Linked DNA regions of Sus scrofa: regions 1 and 2 are each linked to region 3. Evidence: chromatin contacts called from public HiChIP or PLAC-seq and promoter capture Hi-C data. All regions are on one chromosome and are shown on one strand. The core of a region is the stretch at or near the end of the contact, and the rest is flanking DNA. Distances in the headings are between cores, read along the strand shown.

What was found. Promoter capture Hi-C pulls out the DNA fragments that hold promoters and counts their contacts. HiChIP or PLAC-seq counts read pairs in DNA pulled down with a chosen protein or histone mark.
Region 1: a contact with region 3 is called in an H3K27ac HiChIP or PLAC-seq map of alveolar macrophages. The contact joins the promoter of DCAF1 here to the promoter of TEX264 in region 3. A contact is called at or near these places in 2 of 5 promoter capture datasets (fetal liver and liver), 21 of 47 Hi-C or Micro-C datasets (alveolar macrophages, blood, embryonic fibroblasts and 13 more) and 2 of 2 datasets of contacts at active chromatin or transcription factors (alveolar macrophages and skeletal muscle).
Region 2: a contact with region 3 is called in a promoter capture Hi-C map of fetal liver, with 3 times the contacts expected there. The contact joins the promoter of RBM15B here to the promoter of TEX264 in region 3. A contact is called at or near these places in 3 of 5 promoter capture datasets (fetal liver, fetal skeletal muscle and liver), 22 of 47 Hi-C or Micro-C datasets (alveolar macrophages, blood, embryonic fibroblasts and 11 more) and 2 of 2 datasets of contacts at active chromatin or transcription factors (alveolar macrophages and skeletal muscle).

The regions. Positions count from the first base shown.
Region 1 is chr13:33,749,590-33,752,439 of Sscrofa11.1, forward strand. DCAF1 (protein VPRBP) reads right to left here and starts at 1,283. Exons shown (of 24, transcript XR_002337541.1): 1 at 1,177-1,283. It overlaps LOC110256236 (a long non-coding RNA gene), which reads left to right and starts at 1,411. Exons shown (of 3, transcript XR_002337545.1): 1 at 1,411-1,955.
Region 2 is chr13:33,662,688-33,665,641 of Sscrofa11.1, forward strand. RBM15B (putative RNA-binding protein 15B) reads left to right here and starts at 1,700. Exons shown (of 1, transcript XM_003132238.4): 1 at 1,700-2,954. The coding sequence starts at 1,785.
Region 3 is chr13:33,891,289-33,894,240 of Sscrofa11.1, forward strand. TEX264 (testis-expressed protein 264) reads left to right here and starts at 1,269. Exons shown (of 5, transcript XM_021068863.1): 1 at 1,269-1,498.

The DNA.
Region 1 (2,850 bases), core at 33-2,532, 140 kb before region 3:
TTCACATAAACCTTAAAAGTAAACTCCCGTAAACTTGGACAAGAAAATTACAGAACAATGCCAATGAACCTCTCACTCTGTACATTAAAAAGCTTTTAGAACACGAAGATGCTGCTAATAATCATTAAAACACGTAGGCTAATTAAAATCCTTCATTGAAAAGACAGCGTAAGAAAAATTGAGGCCAACGTGACATAGACAAGGACAAGTCAGCTGGGACTCAAAAAGAACTACTACAAACACTCCAAAACTACTTCAACACAAGCGAAACCCGAGTGCTAACATGCAGTAAGAGGAAGTGAGACCAAAACCGTCTAGGAAGAGAGAGTTAAGCCAAACGCCTGACACCCAGTTAAAAACGACTATAACCCCCAGAAACAGGCTCCTGAGAAACTTGGCGGGTACTCCAAGGTTTGGCTCCAAGCTGCAGGACCCACACACATCTCATTCCACCCCTCCCTTCCACCATGGGAGTGGGAGGAGTGCCAGGAGAGCTCCGCCCCCTCGACCCATTACGGTGCCCAGCTAGTGCCGGGGGAGGCGGCAAGAGGCCGAGGAAGGGGGAAAGCCCTCCCAGGTGGCTGGAGGCGGAGACAGTATAGGAAAGGGGGGGGGCGTACAGCAGGAAGATGGAGGCCCCCAGTCCGTACGGAGGAAGACGGGGGGGACTGGAAGGTGAAAGGTGATGAGGGAAATAAGAGGCGCCCCTCCTCCAGGTAGGGGCGGGCACAGCCTTGCCCCCTACTCTGGGCTGAAGAGTTACTCTAGGGAAGTTTCTTTTGCCGGCTGGAGCAAGAACGTGAAAGCCCCGCCCCTGAGCCAAGAATCGGGAGGAGAGAAAGTCCTGTCAGGCCGCAGACCAAGCCTCCCCCGAGGCTCGGCCCGCCCCCTCTCCGCCGGCGGCCCAGGCAGGTGCCGCCCCTCCCCCAGTCCGGCGCCCACTCTCCCGCCCGCCTGGCCCGGCGCCCTGTCTCCTCGCGCCACTCCGAAAGAGCCGTCTCCCTCCTTTCTCTACTCACCTTCCCAGGCGGCTCCGCCGCACCCCCCTGACCCCGCCAGTGGCCACAGTTCACACACACAGCCTCAGGTCCCGCACTCACTCTCCCTCACTCACACACAGTGCGACCACGGCTCCAGAGCGGCCCACATATTATGCGTCACTCGCGTGCTACGTACCCCGCGCACGCGCGCGCGCGCGCGCCTCTCCCGACTTGGCGCGAGGCTCCCTGGCAGAAGGCGGGAGGAGAAGGCCAGGGTGAGCGGAGGAATATCGACGAGCCCCAGAGCCGCCTGGGAAATGGAGTTCCGCCTCTATGGGAGGGGCCCGCTAATCCTGATTGGCGTTCGAGCACTTTGCCCCCGCGCATTGGCTTCTGGGAAGTGTAGTTTTTAGCGTAAACGCGAACTGCTACATACTCATTGGTTACTCAGGAAACCGGAAGCGTGAAGTGAAAGACCCGATCCTCCCAAGCTTAGGCTCTAATTGCTAAATACCCTCTCAGTATCTTATTCGGTCCTGGGTGACAAGGGCCTTTGCTTTATTCTCTCATTTGCCCCATTATACCTAGAATATACCAGGATCTAAGAGTATTTCCCAAAGTATATGTGAAATGCCAGCACTCATTTAACAGAAGGCTCTGTTTTTTTCTTTGTCTTTCTGTTTAAGACCTTGCCTGTAGGATCAATAAATATTCATCCTAGGTATTATATGTGAGGCAGAGAAAAGGAAAAAAAACCAAAGACATAGATTAAGACAGGGCTGACCTCAGAAGCCATCTAATTTAATTCCTTTATTTTACAGGTGGGAGAAGAGAGACCAGGTCATACTGAGTGACATGACTAACATCACACAACCAGTTAGCCGCAGAACCAGAGCGACCCCTGACTCTGACACTGGATTTCTTTGACACTGGATTTCTTTTTTGGAGGCATGAAAGAGAAATGTAGCTCCATGGGTAAGCAGAATCTCTCCTGGACAAGATCCTACCAAGGCTTTATTTCTGGGAGTTCCTGAGCAAGTTTCTGTACATTTTTATGGAATTCTCACAGTCAGCACTCTCACATGAGGAACATGGAACATAGCAAGCCTGCTGCCATGCTCACGTTCTATAGCTAGTAAGAAACTAGCAAGAGCCTAGATGGTGGGTCTCTTGATTCTGTTTCCCACCAGAGCCCATTGCCCTCTTTCCAGAAAGAGACTTCCCTCCTTCACTTCAGTGTGTAACTTGAAGCAGCTACTCAGGCACAAAATTCTACAATGATGGGTGGCAGTGCTATAGAAGTGTGTCTTCTCTCTGCACCTCTGTCTCTCTGCACCTCTTTCATGTCTTGTAACTCTCTGTCTCTGTGGTTCTGGAACTTTGCTGATCTCAGTAATGGCCGCTAGGACCCCACAGGGTAGTACAGTTAGCCGCCTATACAAATGAGAAATCTGAGCCCAGACTGTGGCCCAAGGAATGGGGCCCAGGTTCATGGGTGCAGAGAGCCTGGACCATAACTTCCTACATCAATCCTCCTTCAGCTGACTCCTTCAGCTGACTTTCCTGCCATGCCTCCCTGGGCTCTGAACCCAAAATGCATGAGGATGGAGCATTTAGGACTTAGAAACTTTCCCTCTGTCCTTGATGTAACCAGTGTGGTTGTGACTTCCCCACTGACTGAAATCCTGAAAGGAAGAGAGCCCTCGTGGGAACCCAGGGTCCAGCTCTCCTGTTCCTGGCACATCCCCAACCTGCCACCTGATGGCACTGTTCCCCTTCAGAAAATCAGCCTGGGACCCTGGGTAAATGATGGGAATAAAGGGTATTCCAGAGGGCCTATGGAGGAGCCAGGGCCCAGGAGGCTGGGGAA
Region 2 (2,954 bases), core at 450-2,949, 230 kb before region 3:
AATGAGAGGCTGCTTTTTACCTTTGTTTACCCAAGATAAGCATAACACTTAGGGGTCCTGAGAGTTTGTCCCAGAGTGTCCCCAAGATGGGCTTTTTAGTTGCTCCCTTTGAGGATGGTGCTTAGGAAACCCAGTTGTCAATGTGAGCCTTGACTCACCTCTGAGACCCCTGTTCTCGCACCTCAGGACCACCTGGAGGAAAGGCCTAAGAAGCAGTGCTTTCCAAGGAATTGCCCTGGCCTGGGGTCACAATTGTGCAATTTCTAAATTCAGTTTGCCTACATGAAGTGCCTCTCAGCCTGCTGTGGCATCCACTGATGCTTGTCAACAGCAGGACTGCATTTTCCGCCCTTGCAGCAACATGTCTGAGGAAAGCAAAAAGTTTGAGCCATTTCTCAGGCCAGGTCTTCCAGATTTAGACGAAGTAGATGAGCTGTTAAATCTAACAAGCATAGAGCATCCTGAGGCCCTGAAAGGTGCCAAGGAAGGTCCATGGCTGGAGCCAGAACTCCTACGAGGTGGAGCTGTCTCAGCACCCTAGGTCTGTGTTCCATATCCTCCAGACCACACCAAACGGAAAACAGGCCAATTAACTGCTACCCTCGGGCTGAGCTACAAGTGTCTCTGTCTAGGAAGGGGTTAACTCCTGGAAGCAGATTTCAGAAATGTTACAGGTGTTTCTTCGGAAACATTAACTCTTGGACCTGCCTCAGTTGCTCCGGGAGTTGCTTTCTCTGTGGGAGGAGGGAAGAACCGTGGTGCGTTTTGCTCACTCCATAGTTTCTGTGGCTGAAGTTGGGTCAGGTTCTGCGAACCCTCCAGCAACCCTGCAGAATGAACGCTTCCCCAAGGGGCTTGGATGCTGAGCAGGATTCTCCCTCCCCTCTCCTCGGGAACATATTCCCAGTCATCTCGCCATCTTGGAAGTGGATAGGAGGACGCTGGCCAGTGAAAGGTAAGCATGGCAAGCTGGGTAAGCCCTGGGTTTATTCTCCGCCATTGTTTCCGTGGCCCTGCCCTTACAGCTCTCTTTCTGCTCGAACGCTCAGGGCAGAGGGTGGGGCCCCATGGCACCAAGGAGCCTGGTGCCACTCGGGAAACCGCCGGCATGTCTCAGCTTTCCGTGCCTAGGGCTTCTGCATGCGTGGCCATGCTCCTCATATGGCCTTTCAGAGGCCTGCTGTAGGTGTGCCTGAACGCAGGGGATGCTCAAGATATGGGGCGTGGGTCCTAGGGGGCGGCATGCTTTGGTCCTCAGGGTTGTCCATCCCGGACGACGGTCAGGAGACTCGGGCGAGGTATGGGAGTCACGCAAACCTAGTCTTGGAATTGGGAATATCACGTAAAGAGGCCGCTACTCCCGCTTCCATCCGGCTACCCTGGCCGCCCAGCCCGGAGCCAGAGGCCTAGGTGCAGCAGTGCTCTCGACACGACTATGATTTCCATAGAACTCCGGCCACGCGGTGGCGCCAGAGCTCACTGCCTAGACAAGCTCGCTGGCTTGCAACGGGGATCACGTGGCACGGGGCGGCGCATCCCAATGACGCACACCCGGCGCAGCTCTTGCCCCGCCCGCCTCAGAGTCACGTGGTGCGGGCGGCGCAGCCAGATAACGCGACACCCGGCCCCTGGGCGCCGCTCCCGCCCCGCCCCGCCGCCACCGCCGCGCCGAGTCCTTTTGTCCAAGATGGCGGCGCCGGGGGCGCTGCCTCCTCGGCCGCCGCCGCCGCCGCCGCCGCTGTGAGAGGCCCGCGGGCCGCCCGCCCGCCCGCCGCGCCGGCGCCATGAAGAGGCAGAGCGAGCGAGACTCGAGCCCAGGCGGGCGCGGCTCGTCATCATCGGCCAAGCGACCGCGGGAGCGCGAACGGGAGGCAGAGGCGGGCGGGCGGCGGGCGGCGCACAAGGCCTCGGGCGGCACCAAGCACCCCGTTCCAACGCGGGCCCGCGAGAAACCCCGCGGTAGCGGGGGCGGCGGGGGTGGGCATCGCGACGGCCGCGGCGCCGGGGACGCGAATCATCGTGCGAGCAGCGGCCGCGCCTCGGGTTCGGGCGCCGGCGGCGGGGGACGCGGCGGCAAGGCCTCGGGGGATCCGGGCGCTTCAGGCGCTTCGCCCCGCGCGTCTCCGCTGCCGCCACCTCCCCCGCCGCCCGGGTCCGAGCCCGCGGGTCCCGGCTCTTCCGCGGCCGCACCCGAGTATAAGACGCTGCTCATCAGCAGCTTGAGTCCCGCGCTGCCCGCCGAGCATCTCGAGGACCGGCTCTTCCACCAGTTCAAGCGCTTCGGCGAGATCAGCCTGCGCTTGTCGCACACGCCTGAGCTGGGCCGCGTGGCCTACGTGAACTTCCGGCACCCACAGGACGCACGCGAGGCCCGACAGCACGCCCTGGCCCGCCAGCTGCTGCTCTACGACCGTCCGCTCAAGGTGGAACCCGTGTACCTGCGCGGCGGCGGCGGCGGCGGCGGGAGCAGCCGAAGAAGCAGCAGCAGTAGCGCCGCCGCCTCCACACCGCCCCCGGGGCCGCCCGCGCCGGCCGATCCACTCGGCTACCTCCCGCTGCACGGCGGCTACCAGTACAAGCAGCGTTCGCTGTCACCGGTTGCTGCCCCGCCACTGCGAGAGCCCCGCGCCCGCCACGCCGCCGCAGCCTTTGCCCTGGATGCTGCCGCCGCCGCCGCCGTAGGACTATCCCGGGAGCGGGCCCTGGACTACTACGGGTTGTATGACGACCGCGGACGCCCCTACGGCTACCCGGCCGTGTGCGAGGAGGACCTGATGCCTGAGGACGACCAGCGGGCCACGCGAAACCTCTTCATCGGTAACCTGGACCACAGCGTGTCAGAGGTGGAGCTGAGACGGGCTTTCGAAAAGTATGGCATCATTGAGGAGGTGGTCATCAAGAGACCCGCCCGTGGTCAGGGCGGTGCGTATGCCTTTCTCAAGTTCCAGAACCTG
Region 3 (2,952 bases), core at 19-2,518:
AGACTTGATACAAGGGGGAGAGCAAAGTGCCTGGGCTATTGCCTGGTGGCTAGCAGAGGCCATGCAGGGGTCCTCCCAAGCGGGCGGGAGGTGGCAGTGCTTGTTGGCAGCTGCCTGAAATAAAGCCTGGGAGGCCACTGGCCTACAGCCCCAGTCACAGGCCAGCTATTTTAACACTACAGAGGTGCTAAAGCTCCTAAGGCACATTTAGAACTCGGATGTGAGGCTATGGAGTTCCCTAACCAAGCTAAAGGAAGTAAGCAGAGAACCAGATGAGGAAAGGGTATGGGAGTTCCTGTCGTGACTCAGCAGTTAACGAACCTGACTAGTATCCATGAGGACATGAGTTCAATCCCTGGCCTCCCTCAGTGGGTTAAGGATCCGGCGTTGCTGTGGCTGTGGTGTAGGCTGGCAGCTGTAGTTTTGATTTGACCCCTAGCCTGGGAACCTCCACATGCCATGGGTGCGGCCCTAAAAAAAGAAGGAAAAAAAAATTTGGAAAGAGTAGCTCCAGACAACAGTTTCCTGGATGAAGCTGATCATCTTCAGCTTCTGAGAAGCAGAGGCTGTCTGTCTCTGAAAGCACTGGCCCGTCCTTGTCTCAGGGAATGACACAAGTGCATAGTTCACTTGCCTGAAGCACCTAAAGGATTTGGTCATGTTCCTGATATTCATCAGCAAAACAGCTGCCAAACCTCCAGCCCAGCTCTGAGTGCCTCTGAGGGGTCAGCTACCCATTCTTCTGGTTGGTCTAGAACCCTATGGATGAAGTTCAATTTTCCCTGCCTATGGAGAGAATAATGTGAAGCAGAAGGAAAGGCAACCAGCTACAACTGCCGCTTTGTGGCCAGTCTGTCCTTGGCTAGTACAGTAGGGGGATCCATAAAAAGAAGATTCACCTCCCAAACATCAATCCTCCGTGTGAGGAGCACCAAGGTAGCTTTTGGCCCATACCATCTTGTGGCGAAACTTATGAGCATAGTTGCCCCCTCCCCCACTCTTTCTACTGCAAGATCGGCCTCTCAGGAGGGCGAGATTTTATGTTTGGGGCCCTAAGAGAGTGCTTTGTTGTTTGTTGATCCTCAGTAATACAAGCTGAAGATTGAACCTGTCTTCAAGGAACAAACAATTGACTTGGGGGTTACCTAGAATGTGTTAAACTGGAACAGCAGACTAGCCTCGCCCAGCCGCGTCTAGGGCACTGAGGGAGGAGCGTGGAAGGCGGGCGTCCCCCAGTTGGTTCCAGGAAGGCGGGGCCTTGGTTTTGTTCACTTGGCGTCCTCAGACCTTAGCAAGGAGCCGTGCTTCATAAACGCTGGATGGGTGAATGATCACCCCCCCAACTCCCTCTTCCCCGCCTCCTCCTCACCCCCCTAAAAATCCCAGAGCACAGGGATGGACCGCTGGAGGCAGGAAGCTGATATTTGCGTTGTCTGGAGATTCCCTAAGCCTCAGATGTGAGACGGGAGCAAGTGGACCTGCCTTGCTCGGTTCCCAGGTCTGTTGCGAAGCCTCAGTGAGAGAAAATGGCAGTAATTAGGGTGGTACGAATGCCAGACTTCTACTGCCATGCTGCGCTTCCCAAACTAATTCAAACGGTCCTCTGAGGTGCCATTTTTTGGGACCAGACTGGCTCTCTACCACGGGCCTCTAGGCCGACTTACCCCCTTCACTGCTAGGGTCGGACAGTCGTGGTGCTCTCCACAACCCAGAAGCTAAGGGGCTGTTGACTTCATCCTCTGCAACCCAGTAGTTTGTGGGAAGCAGGAAGGTACCTGGTGGGCTCGGCTCCTAACGGCCACAGGCCAAGGCGCGTGTTTGTCGCCACGGATACGGGTGCGGCAGGCCTCCGCCCTTTGGGTCCCGCACGCACGCGCCCACGGCCACGTTCTGCCTCGAGAGGGGGCGGAGCGAGCGTGCGCGGCGGGCGCGCAGGCTCCGCGACGCAGCCCCGAGCCGCGTGCGCGAATCGGCTTCCGAGGCTGGGGGCCGCTGAGGTGAGGGCCGGGCGGGGGAGGTATCCCCGCCCGGGCGGCCCCACGCGCGCCCAGGGCCTGGCACCTCCGCCTGGGCGCGAGCTCAGGGCCTTCCGTGTCCCCACCGTGATCCTTGCGGCCCAGCATTTCTTTGCATCTCGTCTCTCCCACAGCTGGCCCTGGTCGGGTCCAAGGGCCCAAACGCGACCTTGGATCAGCCTACTATCCCCGGCTGCTCTCCATCTTAGCTTCGGGTGCAGGGCAGGCCCAGAGGCTGGGGAGCTGGGGGCGGGCGAGGGGGTAGGGGGCTCGATGACGAAGGCCAGAACCGCGCTTTAACTCCGCCCCCTTCTCCCTAGGCTGCGGCTCACCGCGGCGTTGTAAACTTTAGCTTCCTATAAGTTGCGGAGGTGCCTGGGGCCTCCAGAAGTTGTGGCTGAAAAGAAGAGGGCTGGGTAAATAGGTGAGGCGAGGGTGAGCGGGGTCTGGAAGCCCAGAGTAAAGAGTGGACGCGACGACCCTTCCACCCCGCGAGGCCTCTCGGACCCCAAGTATTCCTGCTCCCGGCAGACACCGAAGTTTTGCCTGCGGCGGGCCCTTTAAGGACCGGGCCGACAGCCACGGCGTTCGTGAGCGACCTCAGGAAGCCAACGCTGGCAGCCCTCCCAGACGCTTACCTAGTGCCTCCTGACCCTAGCAGAAACTGAGGCCCGAGAAGGGTCAAGGCCTGCCTAGGGGCAGCGGAAGGGGCTGTATCAGGCCAGGATCGGTGGCTGGAGCCTTCCAGGAAGAGGGCTCTCCAAGAATAGGGGCATGAGCAGGGCTCTAGTGAAGAGCTGACATTTGTGAGGCGGAGTTTGGCTTTTGATTTCCCAGAGGGATCCGAGGACTTAATGGAGGTTCAACCTTGTGGTGAGGAGAGAGTTCTTGTAGAGGCTCCTGTGAGTCTTCCCTGAGAAGATACCAGTCAGGGCAG